2 separate regions of the Neogale vison genome follow, and region 1 is linked to region 2. A link is a contact called in public Hi-C data. All regions are on one chromosome and are shown on one strand. The core of a region is the stretch at or near the end of the contact, and the rest is flanking DNA. Distances in the headings are between cores, read along the strand shown.

Evidence for each region. A called contact is a pair of places that touch in the nucleus more often than the background predicts.
Region 1: a contact with region 2 is called in a Hi-C map of fibroblasts, with 4 times the contacts expected there. The contact joins the promoter of DDIAS here to the promoter of PCF11 in region 2. A contact is called at or near these places in 2 of 3 Hi-C or Micro-C datasets (fibroblasts and muscle).

Annotation. Positions count from the first base shown.
Region 1 is chr7:140,984,923-140,991,675 of ASM_NN_V1, forward strand. It overlaps DDIAS (DNA damage-induced apoptosis suppressor protein), which reads right to left and starts at 2,885. Exons shown (of 7, transcript XR_006385653.1): 1 at 2,807-2,885. LOC122912538 (lysosomal Pro-X carboxypeptidase) reads left to right here and starts at 2,956. Exons shown (of 10, transcript XM_044258438.1): 1 at 2,956-2,995; 2 at 4,047-4,229. The coding sequence starts at 4,062.
Region 2 is chr7:140,795,601-140,801,946 of ASM_NN_V1, forward strand. PCF11 (pre-mRNA cleavage complex 2 protein Pcf11) reads right to left here and starts at 4,494. Exons shown (of 16, transcript XM_044258428.1): 1 at 4,007-4,494; 2 at 170-295. The coding sequence starts at 4,198.

The DNA of each region.
Region 1 (6,753 bases), core at 1,635-4,134, 190 kb after region 2:
TCCAGACTTCCACACCCAGGGGACAGTTATGGAGAGCCAACTATTTTGACTTCTCATAGATATTTCAAGTTTTAATAGGTAAAAAACTTGAATTCTTAGTTTCCTCTTAAACTTCTTTGTAAAAACTACTTTTAGACAACAGGCTTGAGCAGAGGTATGTACAGCAAGGCAAGAGAGTCCAGTGACCACCTGGCTGAATACAGTCAAGCCTATCAGGTGACCTACCTCAAAATATCCATCGTCCCTAACAGACCAATGGGCTACTTACAACCAGGAACAGTTACCCCTAACAGACCAATAGGCTACTTACAACCAGGAACAGTTACCAAAAAGTTCCAAAGTACCAAAGTACCAAAAAGAAAAAATTCTGTATGTCTCCATACCTCTTCACCTTCCTCCTTGAGATAACAGCCCCACTTTCTTGTGGCGGACGTCTCTTCTTTGCTGTCCTGCCTGCCATTGGTTTGTGGTATATTCAATAAACTATCTCCTTTGTGCTGTCTTGGGTGAATTCTTTCACTGCCTGTGCTACCCATTTCCAACGGATCATTGCCCCACATCTGGAGGTCCCAATCTGATCAGACAGACACCACATTCTTTTTTTACAGTTTTCTCCATCTCAGCAAATGGCACTACTCTCCAATCAGTTAAGTCAGGTCAGTTACCTAGGAATCATCTTTCATTCCCTTTTCCCTCAAATCCCACATTATACCCATCTGTATGTCCTCGGATCTATATCCATATCTAAAAACCACCATCCACTTCCCCCCATATATTCTGTCACCACCTTAATTCAAACCACCATCACCTATTACTTCTGCTGCTGCAATAGCCTCTTAACTGCATGATCTGGTCGGCGCTCATCTCTCAAGGCCCATTTCACCACTTGTCCTTTCTGAACACATTTCAAGCAGCACCGGTCTTTCCTTATGTTCTTCAACACTAAGGTGCCAAGCTCTTTTCTACCTTAGGGCCTTTGCACAACCTATTCATTCTGGAATGTTCTTCCTTCTAGTGCATGGCTGGATCATTTTCATCTTTTAGGCCTTACTCTAAGAGTCAACTCCTCTGTTAAAAAGAAAACCACAGACCCCAAATCGAGTCCATTTAGGCAGGGTCCCCAAATCGATGTTTAATACCTAACCTAATTGCAGTTTTCAACCTTTCCGCAGAAACAATAGTCTTAACTGGTCAGTTACGGGTTTTCCGGATCAAAGCCAACAAGGGCTCCCTCCATTTTATCAAAGGTAATCAGCATGGTAAGACTTCCGGCTCCCCCACCAGCAGGGAGAGTGACCTTGCTTGGAACAATCCTTTCTTTTGCTAAAAACTTTCTAGCCCTACCCTCTTTCCCATAAAAACCTATTTTGTACAACCCTCCCGGAACACCCTTCTACTTGCTACTAAGATGCTACCTGAATCATTTAATAAAGCTGAATAGATCTTCAAATTTACTTGGCTGAATTTTGTGTTTTAAGACCTCAGAAAGGCCATCCCAAACCAGCCTAACTCAGTTTCCCATTATCCTTAACTCCATCCATCAAAGGTCTAAGTTGTATTTGGTGAGCAATCTAACTTGTTCACCATTTTAATACCAGTACCTAGTAACTCTTGGCAAAGGAAGACACTTAAAACTATCTGCAGAATGAATAACTACTGGGTACCAAATGACCCAGTCTTGCAAGGTCAGGAAAGGCTTCCTGACTTAATAAAATACAGGTTAAGAAAGGAGTAAAAATTGGCCAAGGTGGGGATGGGGTTAGGTCTGGAGGTGAGGTGAGTTGATGCATTTGAGGAATTGAAAAGACGTTCCTTCCACAGGGCTGGAGCATAGGGCTAGAGTGGTGAGAAACAAAGCTCAGAGGTGGGCAAAAGCTAGATGAGAAAGGCCCTGTAAAATATGTGAAGGATTTAGACTTAAACCTGAGGGCAAATAGGAGGCAACAAAGGTTTTAAATGGAGTGGGGGAGGGGTGCCCTGATCAGGTCTGCGACTTATCTTACAGCCTGGCAAAGCGGAGACTGGATTGGAAAATAACACCATTGAAGTAAGAGCCGCTGGGAGGCTAGACGCCTACCTATGTAGCAGTCTTGGTGTTAATTGTATGCATCTGAGAGATAAGCCGAATATGAGACAAGGAAGGAATCTTGAAAACTCTTAAATTTCCGGTTTGAGCACACTGATAAGCACTTTTCCCTCTAGACCATCAAAGCAGTTTGAAAAGACCCATTTTCCGGCACCCGGGTGGCTCAGTCGGTTAAGCGTCTCCGTTGGGCTCAGGTCAGAATCCCAAGAGTCCTGGTATCGAGTCCCGCACTGGGCTACCTCCTTGGCGGGAAGCCTGCTTCTCCCTCTGCCCTTCGCCCCACTCTTGTGCTCTCTCTCACTATCTCTCTCTAATAAATATGTAAAATCTTAAAAAGAAAGAAAGAAAGAAAGAAAGAAAAAGACCCTTTTCAGCACGCATTACTCGGCATAGCCCGCAAAATCTCTTAATTCTGAGCACCCCCAAAGCAGGAGTAGTACTTTCCCTCTTTGTATTACCGGTTCCAGACGCTCACCCACATCTAGCTCGATGGCTTAGTAAATGTTGAGTAAACGCTAGTTGAACTCTTATCCACAGCAGTGCCTAAAATTTAAATGACTGACCTTTTTCTCTTTACTCTCAGAAACCTTTTACAGAAAAGACTAACTCCTGAAAAAAATAACATAGAATGTTCTAATTTTCATTTATAACGACATTGAGGACCTCGTTAGGAGTCTCGCCCTTTGCGCGTCCCGAGAATCTCTTCCCATAGTTTCTTACCTGAAGCAGAGGACGGAACCTGCCCGGGCAACGCTCGGTGGTGCAGACCCCAGGGCTCAGCGACCAGCCAGGCGCCTTCCAATCGAATCTCCCGCGTCCTTTTCCGCCGGAAGTGACGCTTTGGCAGTAGTTCCTCCCAGCCAATCAGAAGAAGGCGCCGCCGAGGGTGGAGATTGAACACTGCGTTCTGTGAGTTTTTGGGAACGACCATTTTCGTCAAACTCTGGGTAGAGACAGGGTTTGGCGAATGTTCTTCTCTGACTAGTGGAGTCGTGGTGTAGTCTATAAAGTTGGTTTTGGGGGTCGTATAGGGATCCCAGGAGGTGGTGGTAGCACCCCTCCAGTCGGGGCTCAGCGGGGTCACTGGAAGGAGGAGTGGAAGCTGAGTAAAGGGGTTGGTGGCGCGGTGAAGACGGAAGGGGGTGAGGAAGCGGGACCTGAATGGGGCTATCCCGAGCCGGGAGAAGAAAGGGGGCGTATCCTGGAAGAAGGGACCAGGACGTAACTTGACTCGGGGCTATGTGGGCCCCGGCGCCTCCAGTTAAGGGATGGGTTATGTGGGCAACATGGAGTTTTGGGGTGACCCATGAACAGAGTACCACAGGAGGTGGTTGACTGACTTAATGGAAGTGGGGTGCAAGGAGCCAGACCGAGCGGTCTGCGGAGTGACGCAGTGTAAGTCTCTACACCTGTCTTGGGGCCTCAGTTTCCTCATCAGTTAATGGGAGGGGCGATCATACACGACACACTGATGCTTACGTTAAATGAGTTGGTGTGTGTGCCGTTATGCCTAGCGGTATAGGGACCTTAGAGAACGCTCAAGAAATTGTCATGGTAGCTATTATTATTATCATATGGGTTTGCGGAGGGCAAGGGGTGTGGCAATGGAATTGAGGCCGGCAGGGAACAGCCGGAAAGGTGGATCTGTGGAGCGCTCTAGGAAAGGATGGGATTCTGGCGGTCAGGTAGGAGGAAGTCCAAGGATGGTAAAGGTCGGCTTGGGTTGTAACCGCGATGAGGCTGGACTCTAGAGGGGCCTGCACGAGACGAACAAGAAAAGTTGCCGCGCCCTCGGGTTCGGGGGCGGTATGGTTTGGGTGACCAGGTGTGGGCGGTGTTGCCGCGGGGTGAGTGGCTTTGGGTTACAGCGGGGAGGAGCTTATCTGCGGTGGGCGGAGCTGTGGTTGGGCTTGGCTCTAGCCCGCTGCATCTACCGGTCTTGCTCCCACCCGCACTGCAGCCGCCAGCCTGAGGCATGGGGCTTCCCACCGTCCTGCTCCTGCTCTTGGCTATCCTGACGCCCGGGGCCGCCTTCCATGTACCGCCGGCCATGAAGGCCCTCAGCAGCCTGCGCTGGTCAGCCAGTTCCACATTCCGCCGTACTGTTGCCAAGAATTATTCGGTTCACTACATCCAACAGAAGGTAAGGCGGAGCGGGGTGGGCGTGGGGGAAGGCGAAGTTCCGAAGTCTCCCGTGTAATAGACCCGAGCCTAGGCACCGTAGCCCACCCGGACTTTCGGATCCCTAATGCCTAGGACTTGTTCGATCTTTGGCTCACAGCTCCCAGAGGGTGACACTAAGTTTCAGTTCTGTTTAAAATCTCTCCTCCCGTTACCAGTAATGTAACATCTATACTGGCTCCACACTTTCTTCTGTAATTGGCTATGATAGTCACTTCAACTTCTGCTCTCAGAATTCAAATTCTGAAAAATCTTCAAATTCTGCCCTAATTCAAATTCCCCTGACCTCCCGTCAAATTAAAATTATTTAATGCCAACTCTGGCTCCTACTCCGTGGTGACAGTCATCCTTTGTCCCTAAGCAGCCTCTAAATACACGTTTCCAATATCTTACTAGGTAATATTTAGTATTCAACCTAAAACGCAAGCCTGTCATCTCTTGCTTAGCTCAAAGTTGATTTTGTGACCCTTTGATTAAGAGTTTTTAACCATTCCTATTCTCCATAAGACTGAACTTATGTGTAGCCCATGCTTGTAGAGGAAATAGTAGAAGAGAGTCAAGATTTGAGGGTGGGGATTAGCATTTCTGTGGTTCTGAAGCTTGAGTTTAGAAGTTTAAAAGAGCCTTGATGCTTGGCTGAAGCATAAGGCACTCTGACAAGCCTGGATAAAAAAGTACATCCTGCGTAAAATGACAGGATCTCTTATGGCTCTTTATTTCTGGGAGACTCTGTAAAGATAGGCAAAGTTTAGGGAAATGTATGGATTAGAAAGAATTTAAGAGTCTGAGATTTGGCTTTTGGAGTTGAACAGAACAGCATACCACTCTGTTAGCTCTGTGACCTTGGGAAAGATATAGTACTTCTCTGAACCCAGTTTCTTGGGGTGCCTGGGTGGCTCACTAGGTTCAGGGTCCGCCCTAGGCACTGGTGGTGATCCCTAAGGTCCTAGGATCAGGTAGGGCTCCTGCTTAGCAGGAGTCATCTTTTTCCTCTCCTGCTCCTCCTCCGCTCTTGCTCTCTCCAGCTTGCACGCTCGCTCTCTTTCTCTCTCAAGTAGATAAAATCTTAAAAAAAAAAAAAAAAAAAAATGAACGCAGTTTCTTAATCTGGGGATTTATAATGGTTAAATGGACAGATGACAAGTCCCCAGCAGAGAATTTGGCCCTAAATTTTGAATTTTGGTAGAGGGATCGTATGAATTTGTAACTTATAAGAAATTATTTTTAACCCAGAAATTTAAATTACGGTTTATGAGGAAGAGAAAGCATTTTATTTCAGTAGGGGTACCAGGAAACAGGGGACTTTTATTTTTTAATTTTTGAAAAGGGACTTTTATTCAGACAACTTATTTAAATTAAATCTGTAGGGTACTGTTCTTCATTTGTAAAATGAGAGGGTTGAATAAGGAACAGCAAAGTACACACTCTACTGAGGAAAATTAAGGGCTTTGGGGGAGCTATCTCAGGGTTGGTGGGTGAAGGCCCAAGTGGAGGCCAAGTTAGAGTGTTCTAGCAACCCTCTCTTCCTGAACACTTTGAGCCTGAGCTTTGTGCTTTGGTTTATTTCATATATTGGGATTTTATATATGATTATTTGCAGAGTTTTACTGATAAAGTAAAATTGAAGGGGAACTACTGGAATGAGGATCTCTGAAATCTTTTTAAAAGTGATGAAGGGGCACCTAGGTGCTCAGTTGATAAAGTGTCCCACTCTTGATTTTGGCTCAGATCTTGATCTTAGGTCAGTAGGATCAAGCCCCATATTGGGCTCCCAGCTGAGCATGGAGCTTGCTTAAGTTTCTCTCTCTCCCTCATCCTCTGTTCCCTCCCCACACTTGTGCACATGTGCTTGTGCTATCTCCGCCCCCTCCCAAAAAGAAAATAAGAAATGATGAAAAAGAGAAGTGTCAAGAGAAAAGGGGGAACAAAAAGGAGGAAGAGACCAAATGATCTGTGAGCCCTTAATTTATATTCCTTCATTATACATTCTTTTCTTGACCACTTACCTATTTAGAAATAAAATTTAAGATCGGTCCTTTTTCCATTTTTGGTCATTTGATAAATCTGACTTTACTCAGCCACCTTGCCCTCTGACTTAGTTTATATTTTAGGACACAGATTCCACATACATGTTTATTACTATAATAATAATTTTCCTTACACCAACTCCAGCTGAGCTTTATTTCATTTTTTGAGAAAACTTCCACATATATATTTATTACATAATAATGATTATAGTAGTTGCTAATTCTGGACCATAGATTTTTAGTGGGACTGACTATGTCTGTATAAACTCAACTTCAATTTTTTTTTTCTTAGTTAGAGGACTTGAAATACTTTTGTGCCTTTTGATAATAGACTTCATTATTGGAATTGTAAGGCTCAGTTTTTATTCAAGGTTGAATTTTTATAACCTTTGTAATGATTTTCTTTATCTGTGGTTATATCTGTCCAGTTGACCAAGACATTCCCAGCTGTCCTTTTAG
Region 2 (6,346 bases), core at 3,244-5,743:
AACCTGCTTTAAAAATCTACATAAAACACTAACTTTAGAATGGTCCTTGATAAAGATCCAAAAGAACAAAACATTTCACCACCCAAGAAAACCCAACACAAAGACAGTATTTATTTCATCAGGAACACATTTTTTTAAAAAATTCAAATGTTTCTAAATGCATATATACCTTTTCAAACACACAAATAAATGTTGCAACTAGATTTTTAGTAAAGGCAGTGAGATACTCTCTTCCAACGTTTTTCACGATAGAATCCATAAGGTACATAACAGGAAGCTTCTCTGAGGAAGGAGCCTGAAGTGATAAAAAGAAACTGAGAAGTTTAGTATAACGAATTGTCACCACACCATAGAATTACTTTTAAAAGTGAGATTTCAAACCTACAATACAGAGAATTCCATTTTCATTGACCCTAAATACTTTTGAATTAACCTTTATGAAACTTAAATGTTCAACCAAGTTCTCATCTCTTACAATGATCTTTAGTTGAGCATATAAAGTAAGCTCAGAACTACAAGAAAAACTGTAACCTTTAATACATTTAACATTCAATGGAATGTCAGGTTCATATGGTAAAACAAAAACAAAAACAAAACCTGTGTTTTAAGTGACCACAGGGTAATAGGGGTATTTTCTGTAACCCAAGTGTAAGTTTTTGTGACATTAACTTATTATAGTGTGCATAGACTCAATGAAGTTTCCAGACTTCTGGCAGAAACCCTAATTTCCATAGGCATATTTTATATGTTAAAGTCTATCATACTTTTGTTACCTGTAAAATCATTAGGATTACTTCTCTATAATCCAATGAACAAAGAAATTAAGTACACTTCACATATGAAGTTAATGGCAAAAAACACTCTTGCACATGAACATGCAGGAAGGTGCAAGTTGTTACTGATACAAGAAAAACTGGATGGAGCAGCTGCTGAGTCATGTAAATCAGGTCGAACTTGACTCTGGAAACCAGGTTTTGTCCTGAAGATTTTCTTCACAGCATGGACTCTCCGTCGAAATATTTTTCCTCTGACATGCACAAACCAGAGTTTCTAAATTTGTGCAAAGCCAGTGTAGTGATGCTGATACAGGTAGCCCTTTCCAAAGCAAAGCAATGTTGCCCCAGTTCAACTGCAATGCCTACCCAGCACTGGCTTTTAGAATGTACAGCAAATTTCCAGAAAGCATCAGCAGGTTCACAGACTTGAGGAGCATTAAGACACACCATATAAACTAAGTGTTAACTCCAGCTCCATAGGAGCACCCATGATTTAAAAACAAAAACAAAAAAAGTCATCCCCATTTATCCATCCCATGTGTATTGGAATCTTAACCCTGAACAAAACTTACCCATAGCTACCTGTAGCTAGGGTAGGCTCACAGTTCTGCAGTACACAATGCCATTATTTCACAAAACCAATTGCCCATACAAGTGTGTGGAAGTGCTCTTGCTTCTGATAACACCTTTACAAAGTTGGCCAAGGAAACCCTCGAATAGCTCTGTATGAAAAATTTCTTTACGGTCCTTTCTAATTAAAGGGTTCACAAGGCCACTGCATGTGGGTCAACTAGTAAATATCAACATGTCAAATGCTTTATTGCTGTGTCTTTTTCTTACCATGTTATGTTTTACACCATTTTAGTCATTGTTGTACTTATGAAGACAGGCTCTCTTTAAAACCAAAATCTGTTCAGTAGGCTAATTTTTTATTGTACAAGTGAATCCTGTATGTAATTTTTTTTCACTACTACTGCCTCATGGGAAGAGTTAAATTAGGTGTGAATCCTTAAGTTTAGTAACGCTGAGACGCTAAGAGAATAAGGACACAAACATTCGCCTCCAGAAAACACAAAACCAAGCCAGTTTGCTACCAAATGACAGAAAATCCCTCCCCTCACCCTCAATCCCAACCCTGATTATTTCCCCGGTGACTTTTACATCTTTTCCTCAACCTGGCTTTCCAAAAATAACCAGGAAACGTGTGCCAAAAAAAAATTAAAAAAATAAAAAATAAATTCAGCTTTTATCAGCAAATAGTCCATCTATTTTCACCACTCTGTGTAGCCATACACAAATACAAATTTTAATGTGGTCACTATAGTCAGCATTTAGTTTTCACTTCTCGAAGGTCTTCAGGATCCATTAAAAACCAGCAAGGAAACTGTGGAGTGACAATCTAAACTGCTAAATATTAGGCTCTGTGGATATTAGTAATCCCGAAGATACTAGGTAATTAGATTTTTTTAATCAATGTTATTTTTTTTTAAAGTGCAGTTTCTTTTTAAAAAGGCATTCAATGTCAAGTTAAGCCTTCAACAAGGCAGAAACTAAGTCTTCACGTCCAACATGTTTGTGGTATCAATAAAAAGGATGTTGAGTATGAGGAATGCTTCCTTCTTAAGTCTCATACTTTAAAAAAAAGAACAATAGCTGTTTCAGACATTCACAGGAAAAGGTGAATGAAGACTTGTATTTTAGCTGTCAGACTGAGCATGACAAACTTGTTGGGCCCTTAAAAACAAAACAAATAACCTTTACTTTTTGTCCTCTTTAAATTAAGGAATGAAAGGACCACCTGAAACCGTGTATCTTGTGAACAGATTTACCCAAAAGAGTGGATGGAACCTAAAGAATGAACCCAAGTCACTTAAAGACTTTTGTTTAAAACACACAACCACGTAGATAAAAATAAGTTCTTGGAAACAGATTCTACACCTTACAAAGGTAAATAAAAAAGACAAGTACATATTTTATATGTTTTATTCACAAATTTTATAATACCAGTCACACATTTCAAAACCATTTATTAGAGTCAGACCACTCAGTTGTACACTAGACAGAAACCGCCTCTAAACAATATATTGGTGGTTGTTGTTAAAGTGGCCTTTTAAAAGGGGTTCACTCTGCTAAAAGGAGGCTCATCCTGTTAATTTCAATCACTAACAACTAGAAAAAACTAAACCGTAAGTACAAGCTTGAAAAATAACTTAGAACGTAATACTGGGAAGCTATTAAAACTCATTATGGTAACTAAGTTTAACAGTAACTTAAATGACATATCGCTCCCACATGAATCCACAGAAGAGGAGGACTACAGGGAAATAAAGGGTGGCAGAGGACCACTTCTGTCAAGGGGTGAAGAAAAGCACGTCTTCACTATCAGGGAAGGGAGGAAAAGAGAAAAGGAAGAGGAGGAGGGACTGAACTTTTCAAAAAAAACTACAAGTTACGTGTTACCCACTGGGCCAGTTCTCCACCTACAGGTTGGATAAGATCTCCTCCCCCCACCCAAACCCCACCCTCACCCCCATTTCCCGTATTTTGGGGCAAATTAGACCCTCCGATAGGAGAATACAATTTACATCTAGCCGCCCCCACCCCAAAACGGGGCTGACGGGTGTGAGCAGCTGCCTGGCTGGCAGGGAATGGATTCTCCTCTCTTCCCTTTCGCATCATGTGCTTTTCAGGCGCCATGTTGGGCTCCTAACAGGCGGCTGCTCCACTCGGGGCCAATTCCCTATTCCCACCCACCAACAGCTCGCTCCCAGGTCCCCCTTCACCTCCTTCCAACCCACAGAGCACAATTACCCAAAAGGGTACGGGGGGGGGGTAGGGGGGAGGACTGGGAATAGGAGACCCACCACCCCACCCTCCCGGGGGTTTAAAATGGTTTTAACTCTTACTTCCCCACACCACAAACTGCCTTTTAAGTCTCCCCCTCCCCAAAGGGCTCTATTCAAAGCGTGAGTGTCGGGATATACAATGCGGTGGCCTAAATAGGGAGTTGGTAAGCGGAAGTGGGACTCCACCCTTTATCCTCCCCACTCCCTCCCCCACGAGAGAGGCCCACGCTCGAAGCCTGGGCCAAAGACCGAGCCTGAGTTGGAGGTGGAGGGTTGGAGAGGAGGAACACTGTCCCCCTTTGGATGGAAGCGAGACCTGGGATGAGGCTGACACTAAAATCAGGGAGTATTAGAAGAATAGGAGGCTGCGGGGTGTATAAAAACCTTGGCGGTTTGGGCCTCGATGAGAGAGACGATCTCCTTGGCGAAGGGCAGGTTCTCCTCGGCTAGAATGGTCAGCATATTGATGTGCGGTTTGCTATTGAAGGTCAGGTCTTCGAGTGATGATTGATAATCCCGACAGGCGTCCTCCCGGGCCCCCGCAGTACCGGCCTCGGCCGGCGTCTGCTCTGACATTGCGCCGCGGCCCCCCTCCGAGGTCCGCCGCAGCTGAAGCTGAAGCCGCTCTCGACACCCCGCCTCCCTTCCGACTCCTCTTCCTCTCCCCGGGTCTCTCGCGGCTCCGGCTTCACCACATGCTGACCGCGGAGGGGGGTTGGGGGACGACACAGGGGGAACCTCGGGTATGAAACGCCGCCGTCTCAAGGGTGATCTCCGTCCACTTCCAGCCGCCACAGACGCTTCTTTCTCCACAGACACAAAATGGCGGCGGTAGTGGCGGCTCCAGCTCCGAAAATGTCTGTGTTCCCAACCGCTGCGTCGTGCGAAATGAGCAAGGGGAGGGGAAATGTGCGGTAAAAGGGCGGGGCCGTTGGAAACGCCAGGCGTGATTGGCTCAGCCAGCAACGTCACAAGGCCCGCCTTCGGGCCTTCCGCAGGACGTCCTGGTACCGCCTTCTTCTACAGGCCCTACCCGGGCTTTCGCAACACCTCCTGTTCAGAGGTGCGGTAAAAAAGACGGCCCCTCTCATTGGCCGATTCATAAGAGACTGTTCGGTCATTTGTTACCATAACAACCCATTCAGGGAGGCCAATAGGCTTGGGGAAGGCTGTTCCCGTGGCCCAACCCTACCAGTTTAAGGGAAAAGCTCAGCCGTTCCCCGTCTTCGTCCCTCCCTCCTCAATCCTCTAGCCACTGAGCAATTCCGTCAATCGTCCTACCTCCCTCCTGCCCGGCGTCCGCGGCCCAGCAGTGGGGGCCGAGGGGAACCAAGGTTTTCAGCCCGCCTCACCCTTCCTCGCTGCTTGTGATTCAGGTGCTTCTCATTGCGAGAGCCAGGGAGGGTCCAGCTGCGGGGCAGATTGTCACTCCCGGAGCCGAGACCCGGAATGAGATGCTGAATTACCCCCGACCTGAGGAAGAGTCGTTGGAAATGGACTCCAGCACAGTGCTTCCCACAAACAAAAACATCTAGGCCGGCTTTCTTGAGTCGAATCCCTAGGAAAATGCTTTTATTTAAGAGGTTGTGTGCAAAAGGCTTTTCCCTAGGGATTTGGCGATCTGGGGGAGCCTGCCCAGATTTGTAGGAAGGGTTGTTCACAATGGCCACATCCAGCCTCGAGCCTGATAGCTTCTCTCTCTCGGGCTTCACTTTCGAAACAGCCTAAGAATACGCTATTTGGGGCACGCAGGGAAAAAAATACACATTTTTCTTGCAAGTGTCTTACTAGACCTTTAAAATCCTGTTTGGAGGCTGGTAATGATGGTCTCGAAACAAAGCATTCAATAGTTCCGCCGTGGAGCTTCATCATAGCACGACAAACTGAGAGGGTGTGTTTTGTTTTGTTTTGTTTTGTTTTGATGTAGTCTAAAAAAAAAATAAAGGTATTAATTACATAAAATTTGCTTCACGATTGTCCTCCTTTGACTACTAGGCTCTGCAGAGATAATTTGTTCCCTCGTAGAAACCGCCCTTAATGAATTCCTTTATTTGTCGCATATAAAGAAACATTTTCATGTCTCATTTTTGTTTGGCTTTGAGTTTTTTAAAGCAACTTTATTGAGGTATAATATACTGTAAACTACACATACTTAAAATGCACAAGACTGTTTGACATGATAATGAGCTTGCATGTGATACCTCATATGAATGAGAAGTAAAAACCTGGGGAAGCGAGTGGTCTTTTCTCGTTTGAAGCTAAGAAATATTGTTGAATAGGTTTTATGGATTTCAGTAATTTCATACCACAGTTAGTGGTGATATTTGTTTATTTAAGTAGACTCTAGCCCTCCCCCCCTGGAGCCAGGGACCTGAACTCACCACCCTGGTTTTAATACCTGAGATGAGATCAAGACCCAACCACCCAAATGAGCGCTTGTGGCTATTTAGATGTCATAGACACAGTTAAAGGAACTTTCAAAGTTCCTGTTTTCTGGAGGGAAATGTGGAGGTGAAGTAATCCTCCAATAGTTTTCCTTGTAATTTTAAAGGCGAATATAGTTACTAAACTTTGAGTTATAAAAGCTGTCTATCTTTAGGGCACCTGGGTGGCTCAGTGGGTTAAAGTCTCTGCCTTCGGCTCAGGACATGATCCCAGGGTCCTGGGATCAAACCCAGCATTGGGCTTTCTGCTCAGCGGGGAGCCTGCTTCCTCCTCTCTCTG